2 separate regions of the Hordeum vulgare genome follow, and region 2 is linked to region 1. The links are chromatin contacts, called in public Hi-C maps. All regions are on one chromosome and are shown on one strand. The core of a region is the stretch at or near the end of the contact, and the rest is flanking DNA. Distances in the headings are between cores, read along the strand shown.

Region 1 (4,086 bases), core at 951-3,450:
ACACCGGGAACGAAGGCACACGTCGGTGTTGCCAGCACCGGGCATGCGGAGACGGGGACCTGCACACAACATGTACGCCATGTCGAGGAGGCTAGCAGAGAAGGACTCGACGACGGTTACGGCGCAAATCGGCGGGGTCGATGTTGCCCGCGGTGGTCGGCGTAGATGAAGCGGTCGGGGAAGACGACGGCGACGCTGGCGATGAGCTAGTGCTGGACGGAGATGAAGCAAGTGGACGGGCGATGCGACTTGGGTGAGCGAGCTGCAGCAGCGCCAAAGAAGAGCGGCGGCGCGGCCTGATGGCGGCGGCGCCGGCTGGTTAGGAGCGCGGCGGCGATGCTCGAAGTAGGCGAGGAAGAGCCCGATACCATGACGAAGACCGGCGTGGATGATGGCATTCCCGCGCCGAAGGAGATGGCGCGGCACATACCACAGGAACTCGACGCGCGGGGACGGCGGAGTGGACCATGCGCCGCGACGCTACGACCCGAACGGGCGACGAAGCGGCAGCGCGCGGGTCGGGGTGATGGCGGAATACCTCGGGGTGGCGGTGTAGACCGCGTGTCGCAATGCTACAGACCGAAGGGGCGATGCAACGGCGGTGCGCGGGTCGGTGCAGCGACGAGGACGGCCTCGGGCGGCAGCGGGGACCGCGTGCCGCAGCACTACAACCCGAAGGAACGGTGTAGCAGCGGCTCGCGGGCGACGGCGCTGCGGCCCGATGGGGCTACGCACGGCAGCCCGATGCTCGATCGGTGGAGGGGCGCGCTTTATTCGGGACAGTCTTCACGAGGCCTGTGGAGGCGCGCGCAACCAACGGGCCAGGTCGGTCGCACGACATAGATGAGGCAGATCGCGGGCGGGCGGGTGATCAATCCGATCGCACGCGAGGTCGTGGAAGTCGTTCAGTGGAGGCGGGGTGGCGGCCAGGCCCGGCAGCCAGCGCGACGCAGGCGGCCCGAAGCAGCCGGCGTGACGCAGGCAGCGGAACAGTCGGCCTGAGGCGGCCGGTGCGAAGCAGCCGGCAAGGACGGAGCTGGAGCCGGCACGACGCAGCTGGCGTGAGGCAGGCGGTGTGGCCGGAGGCGGCAGCCACCCCGAGGTAGGCGGCGCGGTCGGAGGCGGCAGCTGACCCGACGCAGCCAGCCCAAGGCACGCGCTGCGGTCGGAGGCGGAAGCCAGCCCGACGCAGCCGACAGCCAGCCCGAGGCAGGTGGCAGGGCTGGAGGCGGCAGCCGGCCCGACGCAGTCGGCCCATTGTAGCCGGCTCGAGGCAGGCGGCGGCCCGACCGTACGAGGCGACGGTGAAGATCGACGGGCAGGCGGCGCGCGAACGACGGCTGTGATGGGCCGCCGCATGGCGTGAGGCCGTCGGGTCGAGGCGATGCAGGCGTCCCGATCGGAGGAGGGCGATGACAACCGGCGGAGATCGATGGGCGTGCCGGCGTGTGGTCGACGGTGTTGAGTACCCGCCGGGTTTGCGCGAGGCCGCCGGGTCGCGCCGATGTCGGAGTAGAGGCGTGGTGGTCGTCGGCGGCGGCGGGCGACGCAAACTGATCTTAGATCCAAAAACCAAAAAGAAAGAGCGCCGATCAAGAGACCGACATGAGAGAGAAAACCCGGATGAGGAGATCGGGAAAAAGACTCTCTAGGGCAGCCGGTCAACATGACCGACGGACGAACCCTAGGTACGGGCGGCGCGGCCCCGGCGGCGGTCATGGAGGCCGACCGCCCTAGGGGCGGCGCGCGGGGCGGAAGCTGTGGCGGCGGCTAGGTCAAGAAACTTGCGGCAGATACCATATTGAACGGGATAAGAGGAATTGATGGAATAGTTGTTGTATTGCTTGAGCCTCGTGGACATATATATATAGAAAATATATATAGGAATATATGATCATCTTAAAGTATAAGTTAAGACGGAAACAAATTCTAGTTTATGTGTGCTTTCCTAAACAATAATGTTACTCAACATCGAAGGTGGGAGAGAGGCCGGTGACGGCTCGATCTATGGTTCTGCCAGGGCTGCCCTAAAGGCGACATGGGGGATGGTAATCACTGCTCTTGATTAGTTAATTTAAAAATTTATTTAGTTAAGTTGATTTAGAACGCGTTGTTGGAAAACAGCCATGTGCATGTCCTACTCGCGTTGTTGGAAAACACGGCTGTCCTTCTCACCTGTTGTTGTTGTCATGCCTGCCAGCATTGCGGGCCTTACCGTCGGTCCTTTGTTGTGTCGTCTGCCGGCAACTACGGGTTGGTTGCTGCACCATTAGACTACTTATAATGACCAATAACATAGACTAGTAACGTATACTTCCTTCGTTTTTAAATATAAGTTTTTTAAGAGATTCCATTAAAAGACTACGTACGGATGTATATAGACATACTTTAGAGTATAGGTTCACTCATTTTGCTCCGTACGTAGTCCCTTAATGAAATTTCTAAAAAGACTTATATTTAGGAACATATGGAGTATATGTTACTAGTCTAAGTTACTACCTTCATAGTGGATAGTAACATAGGGTTAGTAACATTGAGCCTATTATTTATTAGGCTATAGACTCATCTTGCCTTGGTATCCATTATGTTACTTAGAGGAAGTACAATAGTATAGCCAGCTGCTGGCTATAAGCTATTGACATGTCATCTATAACTCATCTTATAGCCAACATGTACAATAGTTCATTACAAAAGTGTACTACTTCTTTATTATATGTTTCACCTTTCATATTCATAAAATGCCTAGGAGGACGTGCTAGAGCTGACTATTAGCTAAGAGTAAGTACAATAAGGTACAGTCTGCAGGCTGTAAGGATTAAAATATTATATTTTTGTTGAGTTGGATGAGAGAGAAGAGGAGAGAGAAGGAAAACGGGTTCTTCGTGAAGAGCCAACTCTAGCACGTGCTCCTAGGTGCTTTGTGAGAATGAAAGATGGGCCATATATGATAAAAGTAGTACTCTTTTACAGCTAACTATTGTACAAGCTAGCTATAAGATGAGCTATAAGAATGCTTATAGCCAACAGTTGGCTATACTATTAACCATGCTCTAAGAGCCCGCTTACCTTCTCTCTTCTCTTTTCTTTCCTCTAACTAAACAAAAATATATTAGTTTATTCCTTATAGCCAGCTGACTCAGCTCTATTGTACTTGCTCTTATAGAGGTAGTAACATGCTAAGTTATTCATTTTCTATCTCTTCTTATTTATTAGTTGTCACATCATATTTTTTGCTTAGGTGGCACTTATACTACTATCTATGTTACTTTTATTATGGGTACATCAGGGGTCCTATTTTTGAGCTCACGCCCATAGATCATGAGAACAATCGGTATTCTCTCAGCCATCGATAAACAATGAAATTACTTTTTTTAGAAGTGATCAAATTACTTGAGAGCCAGGCGTGCTATGCACTATCCAGGCATTTCGGCCTCCTAGCTCAACTAGACCTACCTGTTTGCTCAATCAGACCTACAACAAGAATTTTAGGGCCTAGAATTTATGAGCCCTGTGCGGGCCGCTTAGTTTGCACACCCGTGGGCTCGGCCTTGGACGTAAAGTCCCGCCGGTATATCGCTTGTAAGCCGTCGCAATGAGAAGTTAATTGTTTGTAAATTCTCGACTTTTGTAACCTTTCCCGACATACTGAAGATTAGTAGGTTGATGTCCGTGTGTTTTTCTCTATCATGTTGGAGTGGTTTTTTGCGTTAAGTCCCTGTGTTACCGAAAAAGGCTTTCGCTCCGCTTTATAAATAAAGCAACCCCTGGGAGACCCCCCAACGCTGAGACCCGATATGCCGGCCAGTGCTGACCTCCATCGACCCATCCTGCAGCCCCCGAGCACGAGACGAGCTCGGTCCCGCTGCACCATGCACGAGACGAGGTCAGTCCTGCTGCACCGTGCGCGAGACGAGCCGACCCTGCTGCACGTGCGCGAGACGAGATCGATCCTGCTGCACGGGGCGTGAGACGAGCGATGAACCGCAGCTGGGAGAGGGTCAACACTTTGATGGAAGTAGCGCCCGGGCTACACGAAAATGAGACGAAGGTCAAAACAGTCTAGATGCAGACGAGCCGACAACGGAG
Region 2 (4,086 bases), core at 446-2,945, 380 kb after region 1:
GAACAAAGCGAATAGTAATTAGTTAATTTCTCTAGAGAAGATTTTTTAGCTGTATTACATATAATCCGTTTCTCTCATGTTTTAGCTTATACAAAATGCCAGTGGTAGTAGGGAACAAGATATTTCATTGATGCTAGTACTACATGTAAAGGCGTATCCCATTACAATTACATGCTCTATTTAGAACAGAAATAGTAGCAATAACAAAAGAAGAAATTAAAGAGGAAGAAGAGAAGAAAAAAGGATTAGACAAGAGAGAGCTTTGACCTCCCAATCGAAGAGATTATCAAGACACTCTAGCTAGAACCAGAGAGGTCTCTGTTACGATTACCAAGCCCCGCCTCCCTCCTTGGTCACATGACGCTGCACGAGTTGGGGTTCTCGTCGTCGAATAGGCTGTACGAGTCGTGGAGCGGCGGCGGGGGCGGCGGCGACGCGTTCGTCCCGGGCGGGCTGTAGTAGTCTTGGTAGTAGGACTCCGGCGACGCGTGCGGGTACGGCATGTATAGGTATGATGGCGACCATTGCTGCATTGGCTGCGCGTGCTGGGAGTAGGCCTGCTGCGCCGGTGAGTGCTGCGTCATGGACGAGTAGCCGGCCTGCGGCTGCGAGTAGCCCTGCTCCGGCTGCGGCGCGTAGTGGGACACGCTGGCTCTCGGCTGCGCCATGTTGTAGCTCATCACCGGCTGCGGCGCGTTGTAAGGATTGAATTCGTGGTGCGGGTGCCTCGGCACATGCGCTGGCGCTGGGGGTAGGGACCTGTCCGCGTCCTTGGGCTTGCTCTGTTTCTTCTTCCCCTCGCCCTCGTTATTGCCGGCTTCCTTTGTGGTTTCCGCGGGCTCGGTGCCCTTTGCCTTGGGCTCGGCCGCCGCGCCCTCGCCGCCGGCTTTCTTTGACTCGTCGCTTGGTTTCGCCTCCTCTTTCTCAGCCTTCTTCTCAGGTTCTGCTTCCTTGTCCATCTCAGGCTTCTTCTCCGGGGACGTCTCCTGCTCCGGCTTCTTGTCCGAGCTGCTGGTCTGCGGCTCCTTGGCAGGCACCGCCGGCTTCTTGTCGGCCACAGCAGCATCGTTGCTGCCGTCCTCGGCCGGCGCGGGGGCATCGGTTGGGGTTGACGGCGACGGCGCAGGCTCGGGATTCTTGGCAGGCGTGTGTTGCCATGGCAGGGCCTGTTTGCCTGACTTGTGCAGCCTCTTGACGAGCGTCTCGGCGTCCACGGTGCCCGTCACCATCACCTTGTGCTGCTGGGCATCCACCTTCACGTCGTGCACGCCTGAACATCCCAACCAAAACGACAACCACTTGGTTAATTATAAGCCGAAAGCCACACGAAAACGCAACGCAAAATTGGCGCCAGGAGAAGGAGAGTGACGCTACCTTCGATGCTCTTGAGCACCTTCCGGACCTTCTTCTTGCAGCCATGGCAGTGAATGGTCACCCTCAGCACGAAGGTCTGCAGATCCCAAAAAATGTTACCACATGAGCAACTGAATTCAATTCATCGAGAAGAAGAGCATAGGGGTTGGTTCGTATTCGTAACGGGGCAAAATGGTGTACCTGCACGGCCGGTTGTCCCGACGCCATGGGATGGGATGGGAGTGCGCCCTGGGGACTGATCACCTTGTCTCGCTTGGGAAGCAGGCGCTCGAGTCTGTGGCTCTCAAGACGTTGCGAACTCAGGCAGGGGAGGCAGCAGATGCGGTGCTCAACTTTATAGGTGGATGCGGGGGCGGAGTACGACCACATAGGACACTGACATATGGGCCGGATGCTTTGCTGCTGGGGGCGTATTGTTAGTTTGTTAACACACCCGGCGGCGTTCCGTTCGTACGTACCAGGCGTCGTCAAAGAAGGCGTGCCGGTGGCTCCGCCCGCACTCGGATCCAGTGGCGGAGGACGAGTTTTTTCTCCCTCCATTCCTAAATATAACACCTTTTAAAGATTGTGCTATAGACTATATATCAAATAAAATAAATGAATCTACATTTTAAACAATGTCTATATACATTCATAAACAGTCTATAATAAAAATTTTAAAAAGTCTAATTATAATTTAGGAACGGAGGGAGTATAGTCGTGTGCTCGGCATGGATCGCTGGGTGGATGCTCCTGTGCTTGGCCTTGGTTTTTGGGGTTGTGTTGGGATGAACCCAACCCATATGACCATGTCCTACTTTTCCTTGTTTTTTCTTTCTTTCATCGATGCATGCGGCTGTATCTAAATGCATACGTACAAATCGACGTAACATGTACAAGTATACAAGATTTGCGCATAATCAAGATAGGGCAGACGCTCAGCCTCGACCTACCGGGTCCTTCGCCCGTGTTCGGATTGGATGCATGTTAGAGCATTTACACCGGACTTACAAATCCAGTCTTTTTCTTAGTGAAAGGAACACAATGCATTACATTAAGTATGAATGACGAGGATATTATCCCTAGGTATACTAAAAGTGGAGATTAGCCGTCTTTAAAACATTTGGGACCGCCTGCCTCCTTCCCCCGGACCGGCTAGCGATAGCCGGTCCGCCTGGCCGACGCGTGTCGGGCTGACTGGCGGGATTCGACCGGGCCGGCTGGCCCGTCGCCAGCCGGTCGGCCGGCTTCCGTCCCAACCGGCCTTAGTCTCGTACGAAGACAAGACAAGACGAATGATACACAGGCTCTCGTGGCAGCAGTACCCGTTCACATGATCGGCGTGGCCACGGGCGCAAAGACGAGACAAGGTGATCAGTCCCTGACCCCATAGAGGGGCAACCAGAAACAGATGAAGGCAGAGAGAGAGAAAGAGAGATCCGATACACACACCAGGAACACTAGAGAAACACCATGGAGGCAGTGAGGCCGGCTGCTAGAGCTCCGTCTCCCTCCTCACAAACAACTCAAGGAGCACCCTTTGTACTGTGATTCTCATATAGTCACACAAGCAGGACTAGGGGTTTTACCTCACCGGAGGGCCCTGAACCTGGGTAGATCGCGTCATGCGTGTTGCGCCTACACCCGTTCCCAGACACCGCTGGCACCCATCGGCCCCAAACCAGGAACTAAGCAACCCCTTGGCATTTGTCCCGAAAATACCACGACAGTTGACGCCCATTGTGGGGACGATAGCGACGCCGGCCGAGGTAACGTTCCAAGCGGGACCCTTCACCCCTTCTGGCGAGCGTGTGGTGCACGGTCCTGTTGTGCGCTACGACGCACTCGACAGCGTCAACGACAACGCCGGCCGTCTCGAGGACGCGGACTTCCCCGTTGACGGCTCCATTGTCTCTTTAGGCTTGCGCCGCATCTATGTTGCGGTCGTTGCCGACAAGTATCCCACCGAGGTGCTCAGCTGCGATAAGCTGCCGCCATCCGACGAGAGCGACCTCTCCCGCAGCATCAACGATCTCTGCGACCGTGTGAAGGTGCTCACCACCGCCTCGCTGGGTGGCCACATGGCCGACGACCAAGGCTCCAGCCGGCGCTAGCGCACTAACGAAGGCAAGTAGCCATGGCAGGCCGAGTACACCTTCGAGGCAATGCTCGACGGGCCCTGCAAATTCCACAATGGGGCCAAGCCGGCAACGCACACCGCCCGCCGGTGCAGCTGATTCACCAAATCGCGCATGGCGAGGATCTGCCGTCTGTGCCGCCGCCTCCTGCTCCGGGAGCCGGCGGTGCCTATGATGACTACCCCCCAGCAGGACGCGACCTACATCATCTTCACCAGTGAGGATGACGACAAGCACAACTAGTGCAAGCACGCAGAAGAGGTCAACACCATCTTCCCGCCAGTCGACCAGTACATGCACTGGTCGGACAAGCCAATCACTTGAGCCTGTGAGGACCATCCGGCTGTGATGCCGATGCCAGGTGGCAACGCGCTGGTCCTTGGCCCCACTTTCGTCTAGCGGCAGTGCATGTGCCACTTCACGCGGGTGCTCGTCGATGGCAGTAGCAGCATCAACATCCTCTTCCACGACACCATGGAGAAGCTCGACATTCTGGAGTCCGAGCTCCAGCCGACTCGGACGGTGCTTCACGACATTGTCCCCGGCCACTCTTGCTCACCGACCGGCAAGGTACGGCTGGACGTGTTGTTCGGCT

What was found. Hi-C and Micro-C count contacts between places; a contact is called where the count stands out from the background.
Region 2: a Hi-C map of seedling shows a contact between it and region 1, with 3 times the contacts expected there. The contact joins the promoter of LOC123446481 here to the enhancer-like site in region 1. A contact is called at or near these places in 3 of 6 Hi-C or Micro-C datasets (leaf and seedling).

Annotation. Positions count from the first base shown.
Region 1 is chr4H:361,176,576-361,180,661 of MorexV3_pseudomolecules_assembly, forward strand. No RefSeq gene overlaps it. Among protein-coding and RNA genes, the nearest start is that of LOC123446480, 16 kb to the left of the region's middle. Within about 2 kb of position 2,201, at least 3 of the 3 cell types and tissues checked have open chromatin away from gene starts, as enhancers often do. A contact at or near this core is called in leaf and seedling, where this site is marked.
Region 2 is chr4H:361,559,453-361,563,538 of MorexV3_pseudomolecules_assembly, forward strand. It overlaps LOC123446481 (heavy metal-associated isoprenylated plant protein 35-like), which reads right to left and starts at 1,696. Exons shown (of 3, transcript XM_045123064.1): 1 at 1,555-1,696; 2 at 1,375-1,450; 3 at 109-1,270. The coding sequence starts at 1,581. The coding sequence ends at 354.